Linked DNA regions of Mus musculus: region 1 is linked to region 2. A link is a contact called in public ChIA-PET data. All regions are on one chromosome and are shown on one strand. The core of a region is the stretch at or near the end of the contact, and the rest is flanking DNA. Distances in the headings are between cores, read along the strand shown.

Region 1 (6,685 bases), core at 3,410-5,909, 53 kb before region 2:
AGAACCAGCTGATAATGGCATTCAAGATTTGGCTCAGTGAGTAAGAGTGGTGGCCACCTTTCTAGACTACTGGAATTCAGATTTCAGCACCCATGATTGGCCATTCAAAACCTTCAGTTCCAGGAGATTTGACACCTTTTTCTGGAACCTGCATAAAAGCAAGTGTACACATGGACTCCAGTGTATACCCCACACCCCTATATATCACATCTTAATACAAATTTAAAAGAAATACTAAAAGCAACTAGATAATCTTTATACTTAAAAAAGAAAATAAGTAATTTTCTGAAATGAAATTTACCTTCTGCAGATTCAAATACACAACAGTCCACTTTCACCTATGTAGCTCTGACTCATTACTTATGTCCAGGGAGTCAAAGAAAAAATTTTGGTGCAAATAAAGACCAAGGCCAAAACTTTAAAAGAAAAATGTGTAAGTGAACCAACAAAATGAAACTAAATGCTATAGTAGTTTATAAATCCAAACAAACCTTGAACAAATAATGTCACCAAGCCAGAATGAAAACCAAATCAATTGTTGCAGAAATCTCTTCCATGTCCATGTGAACGACTAGATTTTCTAAAATTTATTTTATTTTATTTTGAGCTAAGAGGCATGGCTCCCAGAAGGAACAAGCCTGAATCAAAAGTGGGGGTCAAAGCATGTCCAAACCTCAGAAATCTCACTGTGAGATTGGCAGGAGTAGGATCTTGTCCTCTCCCCACCACCCACCCCTAACCCCCCAACCCTACTCCATACCTGCATGTCTTGGTGCATGTAGCCCTGTGCAGGGGTGGGGGTGAGCCCTTTGCCTCACAAGAGGAAGTCACTTAGCTGGGTAAACTTCTTTTACCCTTATAAGGTCATATCCAGCAGCACCTGGAATTCCTCCTCATGCAAGTGAGGCATTCCCAGCCCCCAACCCCAGCCAATGATGGCCACTCATGCTGAGAGCCCCTATTCACCCCCAAAGGCTTAAGTAGCTCCTCTCTAACAAACTGAAACAGTTCTTCAAAGCTGTTGGTTCCCTGCACACTCACCACTGAAGACCAAGATCCTGCCTGCACCCACCTGCCTGGCCATGCTTCCTTCCCTCCAGTCCAGCCTGCTGTGCAATGAGCCTGGTTGCCCAGAGGGGGAAGCAGACATGGGGTGACAAGGAGGAGTGCAGAAATGTTACAAGAACTGGCTCTAACAGTACTTTGTGAGTACATCTGTTTGAGTTAACTACAGGGACTGCACGTTTTCTAGCTTTACACTCTGGGAGGGTGATGAGAGACTCTGCTGCACATGTGGACACTGGGTAGTTGACAGGCAAGTTCATAGGGAACTTAGGTTGTTTCCTTTGAAGGGTTCCCTTCTGAGTTCTTACTACTTAAAACCAAACTCAGCAGTAATAGCTGATTTTGTATAGTATGTTAAACATAGACGCTTACGTCTGTTCCTTCTAAATGCCATGTTTATATACGTGGAGACTGAGCATACATGAATCCTATGTAGAGTGTGTGAATCAGCTCAGGCTGCTGGAAAATAGACAAAGCGTAACAAGTCCCATAGTATAGGACGCACCATTCACTGGTTGGCTGTACACACAAGACATTTGTATTTTCAGGATCCTGGAGGCTTCCAAGTCCAAGATCAAAGTGCAGAATGATTCATCTGGAATATCCTCCTACCTTCAGACGGCTGCTCCCTCGTGTCCTCACGTGGAAAGAGACATCTCTGATGTCTTTTAGAAGGATATACAGTCCCTTAGATCACGGCGCAGCCCTTTGACCTCATCTAACCTTGACTACCTCTTTATCCAATAGCAGTCTACACTGGAAGTTAGGGCATTAACATATTCACACTGTGAAACACATATTAATCTGTATTCTTAAAGCAGAGCCAGGATTAGAATCTCGAAGCCTCTGTCAGACCAGAGGAATCAATATTCTTGGTATTTTCATGGACGGTTAGGATGGTTAACAGGTTGGCCACAGTTTCTTGAAGAACTTATCATTCCCCCTGTTTTCTGGACTCAGCACATCCTGTTTACCTGCCTCTACTAAATCTTCCCATGCCCATTAGGGTTTACTTCATTCATACTAAAGATGGATTTCTATAAATAAACAAAATGCTTCATTCATATAAGAAGAATACTTGCCCCAAACAATGGAAAGTAAATTTTTGGAAAACGTGGCACAGGCTTTTAAAGAATTCTGTTCCCACACTCAGATTACCCTTGAAGGAGGAACAAGATAACCCCTCTGGAATACGATATGACTCTCTCTCTCTCTCTCTCTCTCTCTCTCTCTCTCTCTCTCCTATCCATCCTTCCCTTTTCTCTTTTTTCTTTCTTCCTTCCTTCCTTTCTCTCTCTCTCTCTCTCTCTCTCTCTCTCTCTCTCTCTCTCTTTCTTTCTTTCATTTTCTTCCTTTTCATTAGGTTGGATTTACTTCCATGATGGTTCAGGAAATTACAATTCAATTAGTTTTTAACATATAACTCCTTTCTTTTTAACTAACCTTTAGTTCTCACAGAGAGACATTTCTTTTCCAGTTTATACATTTAAGACAAAATGTAAACTTGAAGTTAAAAGTTGCCTCCTGGTCTCTCCTAACTGAGAGGATGTGGTACATTAATGTAGAAACTGTCGTGAGTGTATCTGACTATGACCCACATGTGGTATTTAGATCTTAAAGAGATGATCTGAAGAAGTCTGACGGGCCTCTTTAGAAAGTAGAATGCAGAAGGAACGTCAAATCTGTCCTTTCTGTCCTATGGACACTGAAGGACACCTCAGACCTGCATGGTAGACAGATTGAGCAGATTGTCTACTGTATCCCCTTCTCACAGTAATGAAGAGGCTGAGAGGGGATGGAAGGTAAATCCTAGAGGGGGAAAAAAGCCCACAACTTCTAAAAACCTACACAGTCACACACTGCTGTAAGTCAACAATTTGGTGTCTGAAAGCTTCGTTGTCATTGAAGATGAGTCATTTTATCACAGATGACACTACTGATCGGGATATTATTCAAAGTGTGTAGTAAGTGGCACGATGCAGGCCTCAAGAATCAGAAGAGAGACCCGAACCATCATGGTTGGCCAGTTCGTAAATACATTCATGGGTGTGGCCTGACTGATGTGTATGGGCAGGGAGCAGATGTGCCTTTGTTTTTTTTTAATACTAGTGGAATATAAATGTAAATGTAGTTATTGAAAGAGTCAGCATGTTAGGTGCATTTTATGGCATATAGTGAAACATGCTTCCAGTCAATCATTAATGTCTGCAATCTACAGACTAATACCTCATAACACTGAATTTGTACAGTTACTGTTTTCATCTATAGAACTTGGCTTGATTCAATGTTTGCAAGTATTAACACATTTACCTGACTGTAAAATTCCTAGAGGAAAAAAAAAATTGTTAAGCTACCAAAGTTACCAGCACTTTCTTTTGAATTACACATATCTGCCCCCTAGAAGGATGTGTGCTTGTAATCTCCAACTTAGATTTTATATGTTTTAAGGGACATCGTCTTCTTTCTATTCTTATTCAGTTCCAACAGTAAGGAGTCATGCTGTGTTAGAGCGTTACCGTTCTCCGATCCGGCTTCCTCTTTTCATTAATTCTGACGACTTTATGACTCACACTTGGCCAGTTCTGCTTGGGTTGAACCCACTTCGAGTTCTAGTGCACGCATTCCATTCTAGCTCGGAGCTTTTCTAACTCTTGTAAACTCTAGTAGTGACCTTCCAAACGACTTTTACGTGCGTGTTTGACTTCTGTGCTATTTAAAACTTCTCCTTTTTATTTTTGCTTTGATTCTGCCTTTTACGTACTTTCCTGCTTCTGGGTGAAACCCGTTATCTTCAACTACTTGAAAAATACAAAATTTAAAAAATAAAAAAAGCAACTGTTTTCAAGTCCCTCCCCCCACCGTGATGGCACACTGCCACAGGAACCATCCTGTGTTATCTCAGCTTGACTACCCCCTTCTTTCCCACTGCTTTCTTCCCCCCTAAAGTTGTAGGTATGAGTAGCCCCAGATACGAACAATGTTCTGCACTAAATACGCTGCCTTTCCTTCCCCTCCCCGTTATGTTCTTATAAAGCTGATGGGTAATTGCGGTAAGAATAAAGCGGCATAAAGGCAATTAGGTGAATGTCAAACGGCTACAGCTCTAGGGACAGAATGCATTTTTGATGAACTTTAATGAGGTAGAGGGAGGAACACCACAAGGACTTTACCAGAGAACAACCTGGCCAGCACCTGTGACATTTACAGCCAAAAGAGTGAGTGAGGGCACAGTCTGTTAAGTGCACGGGGGTGCTAATATTAAATGAGCAAACGGGTAGGAAGCAAATGAGCGAACTTGAACAAAGTTGTTTTCTTTTCTTTTCTTTCTCTGGAAAATTCTGTTTTGAGTACCCGTAGCCATAGAGTATCAAACTCTATGTTCCGGCTGTTTGAGGGAGGAAAAGTACACTGATTTTTTTCTTTTTCTTTTTTTTTTTTTTTAATTGTAGAAAAGGAACGCAAGGTTCTCTCAGGAGCACTGGAGAGTAGGAGTGACCTCCTCTATAGGCTTTGTGCAACAGTGTCTCAAACCACAGCAGTCACATGGGTTCTGTTGGCTTTGCTACTTTTTCGACTGCGTGTCAGAGGGCTGTGCATTTCGCTTCCTCCCTCCTGCAAGGCCAGGGAACCATGTGTTGGCGGGATTAATCTTTGCCCACAATGTCTCTGCAAAGGTTTCTGCAGCGGCAGGGCAGCAATGGCAATTTGGAGTACTGTGCTGACTCTGCCTACGGCTCCTACTCCGTCCTCACGGGCCAGCTCACGATGGAAGACAACCGAAGGATTCAAGTGCTGGCAGACACTGTAGCTACTTTGCCCCGGGGACGAAAGCAGGTAAGGTTGCTGCGCTGTCTAGAGTGTTCACGTTTGCCTGACCTCTGCTGAAAGTGGTACCTGCTCCTGCGTGTCTCTGTTAACTTTGACTACCAGCCTTATTCCCCGCGCTTAGGAGTCATTTCGGTTCTTATTCAAAGGAGAGTTCTTTTCCCTGAGGAGAACCTCTGTCTACTACCCAATTAACTTAGGAGTTAATGACTGAGAGTACATGTGAGGGGGGAGGTGACATGTCTACCAGAGATAGTATCACAGTTGAAGGATAGAAAAACAGTCACTTTTTTTTTTTTTTAAAGTAAGACTCAAATATTTATCTTCATTTAAAGATGTGCTCAGGTAAAATGAAAGTTGTTGAGAACAATGAACATGAAGGTCGTTTACAGGTACACAACCCACACGATCAACACTCCTCCGTTTGTGTGTCTGTTCATTGTCTCCCTCTGGGCTTACCTCCAGGCCCCGTCAGTTCACAATCGAGAGAAGACTTCTCCTTGAACACTACCTCTGTCAGCCAAGTGAATTCTTCAGTCCTGGAGCAATGATAGAACCTTGGGCTATTGGGAAGTAGGACTATTTCGGGGAGGTGAATGGGCTGCTTGGTAGCTGTGGCATACAGAGCAAGTTGGTAGCTGCCCCCCTCACATTATGTCTTTCTGAAAAGGAAGCTATCAAACTAAACTCCATTCACTTGATTAGGTAACAGCAGAAACAACTTCCTTGAACCCTCTGCCCTTTAAGTAAGGAAATGTACAGGGCACTCAGCACTCAATAAAGGCTGTTCGAAAATTTTTATGAAATGTCTTTAGAGATGAAAACTCAACTGGAAAAGTATGTGTCTAGTGAATTTGTTCTGAATCTTTGGTCTTCCATTTGTAATACATAAGAATGAACTATATACCACTTTATGTATTTTGATCATATACTTTTCTATAAGGTCCAAGGTGTGTATTTGAATTTATATAAACAGTCATGCACAAGATGTTTAGAACTGACTTAAAACACAGCTTTGTGGCTTACTACATTGTGCATATTGTGTTCTCCTCTGAGCTCATCTAACTTCAGCATTACAAAGTTGAAGCGTAGGGGAGAGTCAGGACCTGATGTGGTGAGTGGATTCCTTGGCATTTTCCACAGTGATGAAGCTCATTTGCTAGTAGTTGATTGTCATTCTCAATCCAACGTGTTTTTATAATACAAAGTTTGGTGAACATCTGTATCGATTTATAAATGGGCAACACAGGAAACGCCAACGGGTTTACTCAGATTCTAAACAGAGAGCAGTCTGTTTCTCTTTCTATTTAATACAAAGCCATTACACCAAATTCTGATCATTTGCTATCCTACTATTTGTTCTCGGCATATATCACTTACCAGGAAAAATACTGTTAATAACTGCACCACGGAGGGAATCTTTCCAGATCTTGTTCTCAGCTCAGGCTTTACACGTTGCCAGTCCCTGCCAGGTAAATCAAACTATATGTCAGCCCTGAGGGCTGGAGAAGGGTTAGCATTAGGGGACAGTTTGAGCAGGTGTATATGTAATATGTCTCCATAAACTGTCTTAGGCTTCCTAAGCATGGGAATCCCTAATGTGGGGACACAGACTCTGGTGTGTCAGGAAAATCCAGTGTGTGCCTGTGAGAGTTGAGAGGAGGGACAGCATGTGGCCAGTTTCCTTGAGAAAATAGTGCAGTTGGTTCTTGCTATCCACAGAGCATTGGTTCCAAAACTACCATCTTTGAAAATCAAAGACCAGAGATGTTGGACTCCCTGATATAAAATGGCA
Region 2 (6,690 bases), core at 401-2,900:
AAAGGAAAACATCAAGCTTGATGAACTTGGCAGTAGGCGCCTTGCTTTTGAACTTGAATGGCCATATTTGAGTTCCGACCTCTGTTTGAACTAGCACAAGGCAATCTATTACGCTCGCCTCCATGCAGCGGACAGCGGAAGCCATGCAGAAGTGCAGATAATGAACTGCAAGCTCCTTACACACCTTATTCTATGCCACCAGGACAATTCAGCGGCACACCCCAGGAAGAGTTTCTTAAGGTTCTTGAGTTATATCAGGAGACTGCAGATAAACTGGTGACCACGTGGCTCTATGGATAAAATCGAGTTGTCCTGAAACAGAAGTTTTCATTTCCTGAAGACTTTGTTTTTAATCAAGGAGTCTTCGTGGTCCTTTCAAGGTGCTCTCCTCGGTACCCTTCCAGGTGGTTCAGGTCCTCTTTAAATGGGTCATAACCTTGCTCTTTTAGACAGCGGAGAGCCCAGAAAAGCTGGTCTAAGGGAGGGAATTCTTCCCATGGAACCCACTCCCAACTTTCATTCTTTTCAGGCTCCATATTCCTCGGCTCCGAATCATGAGTCATATCCACCTCTCCTTTCATTAATATGGTAACATAATGGTAATTCTCCTTCTCAACAAAAGAATTTACCACAGAGGCAAAGCGCACATTTTTCAGGTGAAGCCCAGCTTCTTCCCAGGTTTCTCTCTGAGCACATTCTTCCCAGGTCTCACCGAATTCCAAATGGCCCCCAGGAAGCTGGAAACTGCCGGCTCCAAACGATCCTTTCCTTTTCCCCAGAAGGACGCAGCGAGGATGCTCGCAGCTCAGCACCACCACGCCGACCCCAACTCCTGGCCGCCGCCTCGGCTCTGCGTTAGCGGCCATAGCATTTGGCTGACCCCGGAGGAGTTAGTTATCTTACAGCTCAGTCTGATAGCTGAGTCACTGCCTAGAACAACTGATAAATCAGTTTACCAATAATATGCCAGCATCCCCAAATTCATTAGTACAATATCTGCCGCATGAAAGCATCTTTAGTGTTCATCAACAGATGAGTTGATTTTTTAAAATCTGGTACTTACGCATGACAGAATATGATTCAGTGCTGAAATGCCCTACTTAGGCCTGGAGTTGTATGGGATCACTGCTTATGGTAAACTTCTCAGGTAAGCAGTGTAAAGAACTCTCCTTGCTTTGCGACACTAACGTGACACTAATCAACACATGATAACCAACTCTCAGGACACCGATGTACAGAGGACAATGAAGAGATGATTGCTCTTTCTTCATGTGCAGGATGACATTTTGTAATTATTTTTTCTTAAATTGTCCAGAAGTTACTTAAATGGGTTGTTGCCTCCCAACTGTATCCCTATTTTAGAGAGAGAAAATGAGGAAGAAAAGAGTTTACCAGAAAATACAGTCTCTTTTTATAAAGAGAGTGCTTTACCATACCAACTGTCATTTGTGTCATGAAAAGAAAAATGAGATTGAAGAAAATACTGATGTTCCTTTTAAGTAAAAAGTATGAAGAACACGGACGATGGCTGTGGCTGAGAGTCTAGTCTCAGTGAGCTGAATTTGAAGAGCTGACTGTCGTTTCCTTCCCACAGCATGCTGCCCGCTTAATCTGCTTATAAACTAGACAGATCCATTGGTTAAGACAGGATGTGGGTATAGAGTCATACATGAAACTGGCTGGCCCAGAGACGAGCTCAGCTGTCCAAGCTTCACCTTTAAGGAAACCCCAGTGTCTCAAATACAGATTTCCGAGCACCAAGCTCCAGAGATGCTGCCCAATAGGCCTCAGTGACAGAGGACCACACCCTCCAAAAGATTTTCCAGAAGACTTAAGATGGAAGGTCAATGTTACAGAGCCCCAGACCTTATCAGGTCTCCAGAGTTTAGTACAGCTTACTCATCATACAGGTATTAGGTACCGTTCAGGCTATAAAACTCAGCATGTAGGCAGCATTGCCTGCCAAAACTAAAACAAAGGCCTAATTCATTCAAGTCCAAATAGTACTGTGCAAGTCTCAAAGTGTTCTAACCTTGTGTTTTGGTTTCCCTAGTTCAACTTTTGGCTAACCGTTCTTGTTAACTCAACTATGCCAACCCAGAACATGGGTTTTGTGCTTAAAAGCTCACCCTGAGAAAGGCTTAGGGCTACCCTGGGATGCCAAACACCCAGTGTGTGATCACCTGGATCTATTGGCCTAAACCCCTGGCCAAACAGTCTTCTTGTCCCACAGTGTTCAAGGAACTATAGTTTGTAACTGGCTGCACACACACACAAAAATGTTAATTTCTTTATGTGCCCCGACATGGATTAAGGGTGAGAGCTGTTGCAGAAAATATTAAAAAACCAATCCATGCTATTCCAGCAAGGCACAGGCAGGCTGGCCAGCCAGGCACTGGAAGGCATGGCCTGCCTATTCTCATCTTGTAGAGACCTGACTCAGAGCTCTGAAATCTTTCTACCCAACTTGCTAAATTCCCACTGACGGGTCACTACCACGCCATCCTCATGCTTCAAAATTCCCATGGCCTTTTGGGGTGTACTTCTGGCAAACCCATGCTTTGTCACATTCTATACCTTTCAATCTGGAACCCAGTAGAGCCACCGTGTGAAGGAAATCACCACACAAATTTAGTTCAGAATCAATGGTAACTCACTTACTGGGCGCACCAACTAGAATCCTAGTCTTATAAGCCATATTAAATCTAAATCCTCCAGTGGAGAATCCTGGCAGATTCACTATCTAAATCAGGGATCACTAGTATCTACATCTTGTCTGCTTGCTGTGCCCATCCAAAAAGCCCCTATCGCTATCCTGCCTCTTCATTTCCTCTTTCCAACCCAGAAGTCCTGCCTACTCACCAGTGATTGGTTTCTTTATTCATTAGAGGAAGGTTCACAAGAAGTCACCTGAGTAAGTGACTCATTCCTTGATCCCGACAACTTCTCCTGGGAAAGAAGAATTAACATCAAAATGCAAACAGCACCAAGGCCATCCACAATAAGAGCTAACACTACTGAGGGAGTAGAAGAAAATGTCAACAACACTAAACATTCCCTTGGGGGGAGGGGGGAAACTTGACTCCTGATCATTGTTGTAGAGTTCTCATGGTGGTTTTGTGGCTTCATTTACAATCTCAGTGTGTGACAGGAACCCTCTGATGGTGGCTGATCAAGACACTGATCTATGGGTACAGCTAAATATCAGTCACTATACATTTCTTAAGCACAGTAATATTATTTGATTTTCCTCTAGTTCCATTGCCTATATGGTCCCAGGTTCTTGGAAACCCAAGCAGTGTTTGGCAGTGGTTGCATTGTATTGAGTGGGCCTTAAATGCAATCAGGTAGTGGTTGGTTATATCCCCAACTTTTGTACCACTATTGCACCTGTGTGTCATATAGTCAGGTCTCAATTGTAATTGAAGTGTTTATAGCTGGGCTGGTATTTACCTTCCAGTAGTGTGAACACTATTCAGTAGGGGTGAAGGCTCTAGGCACCAGCTTGACTTCTCCATTGTCAATGGTATATGTAGGTGATGTCTTCAGCAACAGGAGCTGAAGTTTATCAGTTTGTGGTGAGAAAGAGATAGATTTGGGAATAGCTTGAGTTGTGTGGGGTTTCCATGGAGCTCCTTTGGTTAACAACGCAATATGATGTAATCAGTATTAAAGAACTTAAAGCTGGCTGTGGTGGTGCACACCTTTAATCTTGGCACTCAGGAGGTAGAGACAGGCAAATCCCCGAGTTTGAGACCAGTCTGATGCACAGAGCAAGTTCCAGGACAGCTAAGGCTACAGAGAAACCCTGTCTCAAAAACAAAACAAAATAAGCAAACAAAACAACAAACAAACAAACAAACAACAGAAAAAGAAGCTTCCACTGCACTAAGTTTCTATATGGCCCCTCAGTTGGTCCTCATTTGCTCTCTCCCTATATTTCCTTGTTTACTTTCCTCTTCCCTCCCCTTCTCCTTTTAATCCTATGTTCCCATCTGCCTTCCCCACCTCTCCATAACTATATATCATATTTTCTCTTACATGGGAAATGCCTTTCTCCCCCTGAGTTCCTTGCTCTATACCTAACCTCTGTGGTTATAGGGATTGTAGCAAATACGTGCCATATTTGTCTCTCTTGGGGTCTGGATTATTTCACTCTGGTGTCTTTTTCTAACTCCACCCATTTACCTGAAAATTTTATTTCACTTTGTAAAACACCTAAATAATAATTGTGTTGTGTAAATGGACCACATTTCATTATCCATTCACCTGTTGATAGGTATCTAGGCTGTTTTCAATTTCTTGGTATTGTGAATTGAGCAGCAATGATCATGGTTGAGCAAGTGTCCTTGTAATAGGATAGAGTGTCCTTTGGATATGTGCCAAAGAGTGGTGCAGCTGGGTCTTAAGGTGAATTGATTCCCATATATCTGAGAAACCACTACACTGATTTCCATAGTGGCTGTTCAAGTTTGCACTCCCACCAGCAATGGATACATGTTGTCCACACCCTATATTCTCACCAGTGTGATGTGTCATCTGTTTTATTGAATTTGGCCACTTTGACTTGTACAAGATGAAACCTCAAAGTGGCTTGATTTGCATTTTTCTGATAACTAAGGGTGTTTAACAATTATAAGTGTTTCTCAGCCATTTATGTCTTATCTTTTGAGAACTGTCTGTTTAAATCTGTACTCAATTTTAATTAGGTTATTTGTTTTCTTGATGTCCAGTTTTTTAGTTCAGGACAAAGGGTGGAAGATGGTATTCTAAGCAACAAGACCTAAGATTCCAGTTGGTGTATCCATTTTTATATGTGACAAAATAGACTTCATAAAAAAAAAAAACTAATCAGAAGGAAGGAAGGAGATTATATAGACATCAGTGAAAAAATACACTGAAGCTATTAAAATTCTAAACATTTATGCAGCAAGCACAACAGAACCCAAATTCATAAAAGAAACACTGCTACAACTAATACCACATATTGCCCCTTTCTGCCTTGCTTTATGCCTCTACATAAGACTTCAAGCACTGCAATTACTAAGAGTCAGAAACTAAACTCCCTTGTCTATTAGATTTTTTAGAGAACATACTTTCAGGCTTTCTTGCATTCACTGTGGATTTTTAATCTACCATGTTAAGGTATGTTCATGCTATATGTTGTCAAGAAGGGATGCTGAAGTTTGTGAAAGGCCTCTTCTGAATCATTTTAAGTGATTGTATAATTTCTGTCCTTACATCTGTTTATGTAATAAGTCATATTAATTGATTTGTATATTTTAAACTATCCTTGTATCCCTTGAATGAAACAAAATAGGCCTTGACATAGGATCTTTTTAGTGTATTATTAAATTTGAATTTGGTTTGCATGTACTTTGTTAAGCAATTTTTGTATTTGTTTATCAGGATTACTTGCTGATACACTTTTTGTTGTGGGTCCTTATATGGTTTTGGTGTTGGGTAATACTGGGTTTATAGAATGAGTTAGGTAGTGTCATTTCTCTTTGGTTTTATCGATCAGCTTTAAAAGCACTTTGCTTTCTTCTTTAAACGTCCAGTGGAATTCAGCAGTGAATCCAGACTCATAGACTTTCTTTTTTTCAGTCCTATTTCTTGTTACAGATCTCTTTAAGTGGTTTGTATCACCTTCATTTTCATTTTGGTGGCTCTGATTATCTAGCCTCTTATCCATTTCTGCTAGGTTCTCTAGGGTTTTAGAATATAAACTTTGAATATATTAATAAATATCCCTTTGTATTTTGCTGGAATCTATTCTTATACTTCTTCTAATTTCCAAATTTGTTAACTTGGGTGTTTTCTCTCTCTCCCTCCCTCTCTTAAACAGTTTGTCTAAGGCTTTTTTGACCTTGTTTTAATTAAAAGAACCCATTCCTTTCCTGTTTCATTGATTTATAGTTCTTTTAGTTTTAACTTTTTTAATTTCTTCCCTGATCTTTATTTCTTTCAGTTTAACTACTGCTTTGAAGCCTGCTTTGTTGTTGTTTTATGACCTTGAGAGGCATCTTTAAGTTACTTATTTTAAGCTCCTTAATTTACAAACACACCCAAAGCCAGGAAATTTCACCTTTGTACTCTCTTTCCTATATCCTAACCATTCTGACAAATAGTATTTTCATTTTCCCTTAATTGTATAAAAATTTAAAAGTTTTCTATGATGTTTGATAACATACTAGTTATCTAAGAGAGTATTGTTCAATTCCCAAGTCTTTGCATTATTTCTGTGGTTTTCATTATAATATGATCTGATAAGATAAAAAGAATGTATTTCAATTATATTTGTTAAGATTCTTTTAAGTTCTAACATATTCTCTATCTCTCAAACTGACTTAATGGATCAAGAAAGAAAATCTGTCTCTCTGTTATCTACAACAAACACATATTAGCTTTAAAGATAATCACTGCCCTAGAGTAAAAAAGATGGACAAAAATACTCTAATCAAATAGTGCCAGGAAGCAAGCAGACGTTAATATTCTAACATCTGACCAAACAGACTTTGAACTAAAGCAAATCAGAAGTGATAAACTGGAATACTTCATCCTAATCAAGGGGATGGTTAATCAAAGAGACATTATTATTCTAAGCATATATGTACCAAACTATGATGCACTCAATTTCATAAAAAAAATATACTCCTGCTGCATTTAAAGGAGCAGATTAATATGAAG

Evidence for each region. ChIA-PET counts read pairs in DNA pulled down with a chosen protein or histone mark.
Region 1: a contact with region 2 is called in an RNA polymerase II ChIA-PET map of memory CD8 T cells, with 541 read pairs. The contact joins the promoter of Cytip here to the enhancer-like site in region 2. A contact is called at or near these places in 2 of 39 promoter capture datasets (the HPC-7 cell line and macrophages), 1 of 15 datasets of contacts at CTCF or cohesin (CD8 T cells), 1 of 484 Hi-C or Micro-C datasets (nephron progenitors), 2 of 115 datasets of contacts at active chromatin or transcription factors (CD8 T cells and memory CD8 T cells) and 1 of 9 other capture datasets (adipose tissue).

What each region holds. Positions count from the first base shown.
Region 1 is chr2:58,158,096-58,164,780 of GRCm38.p6, reverse strand. Cytip (cytohesin 1 interacting protein) reads left to right here and starts at 4,659. Exons shown (of 8, transcript NM_139200.4): 1 at 4,659-4,899. The coding sequence starts at 4,726. It overlaps Gm13546 (predicted gene 13546), which reads right to left and starts at 807. Exons shown (of 2, transcript NR_045896.1): 1 at 761-807.
Region 2 is chr2:58,102,236-58,108,925 of GRCm38.p6, reverse strand. It overlaps the pseudogene Gm13534. Among named protein-coding and RNA genes, the nearest start is that of Ermn, 53 kb to the right of the region's middle. Within about 2 kb of position 1,650, at least 26 of the 459 cell types and tissues checked have an H3K27ac peak or open chromatin away from gene starts, as enhancers often do. A contact at or near this core is called in CD8 T cells and memory CD8 T cells, where this site is marked.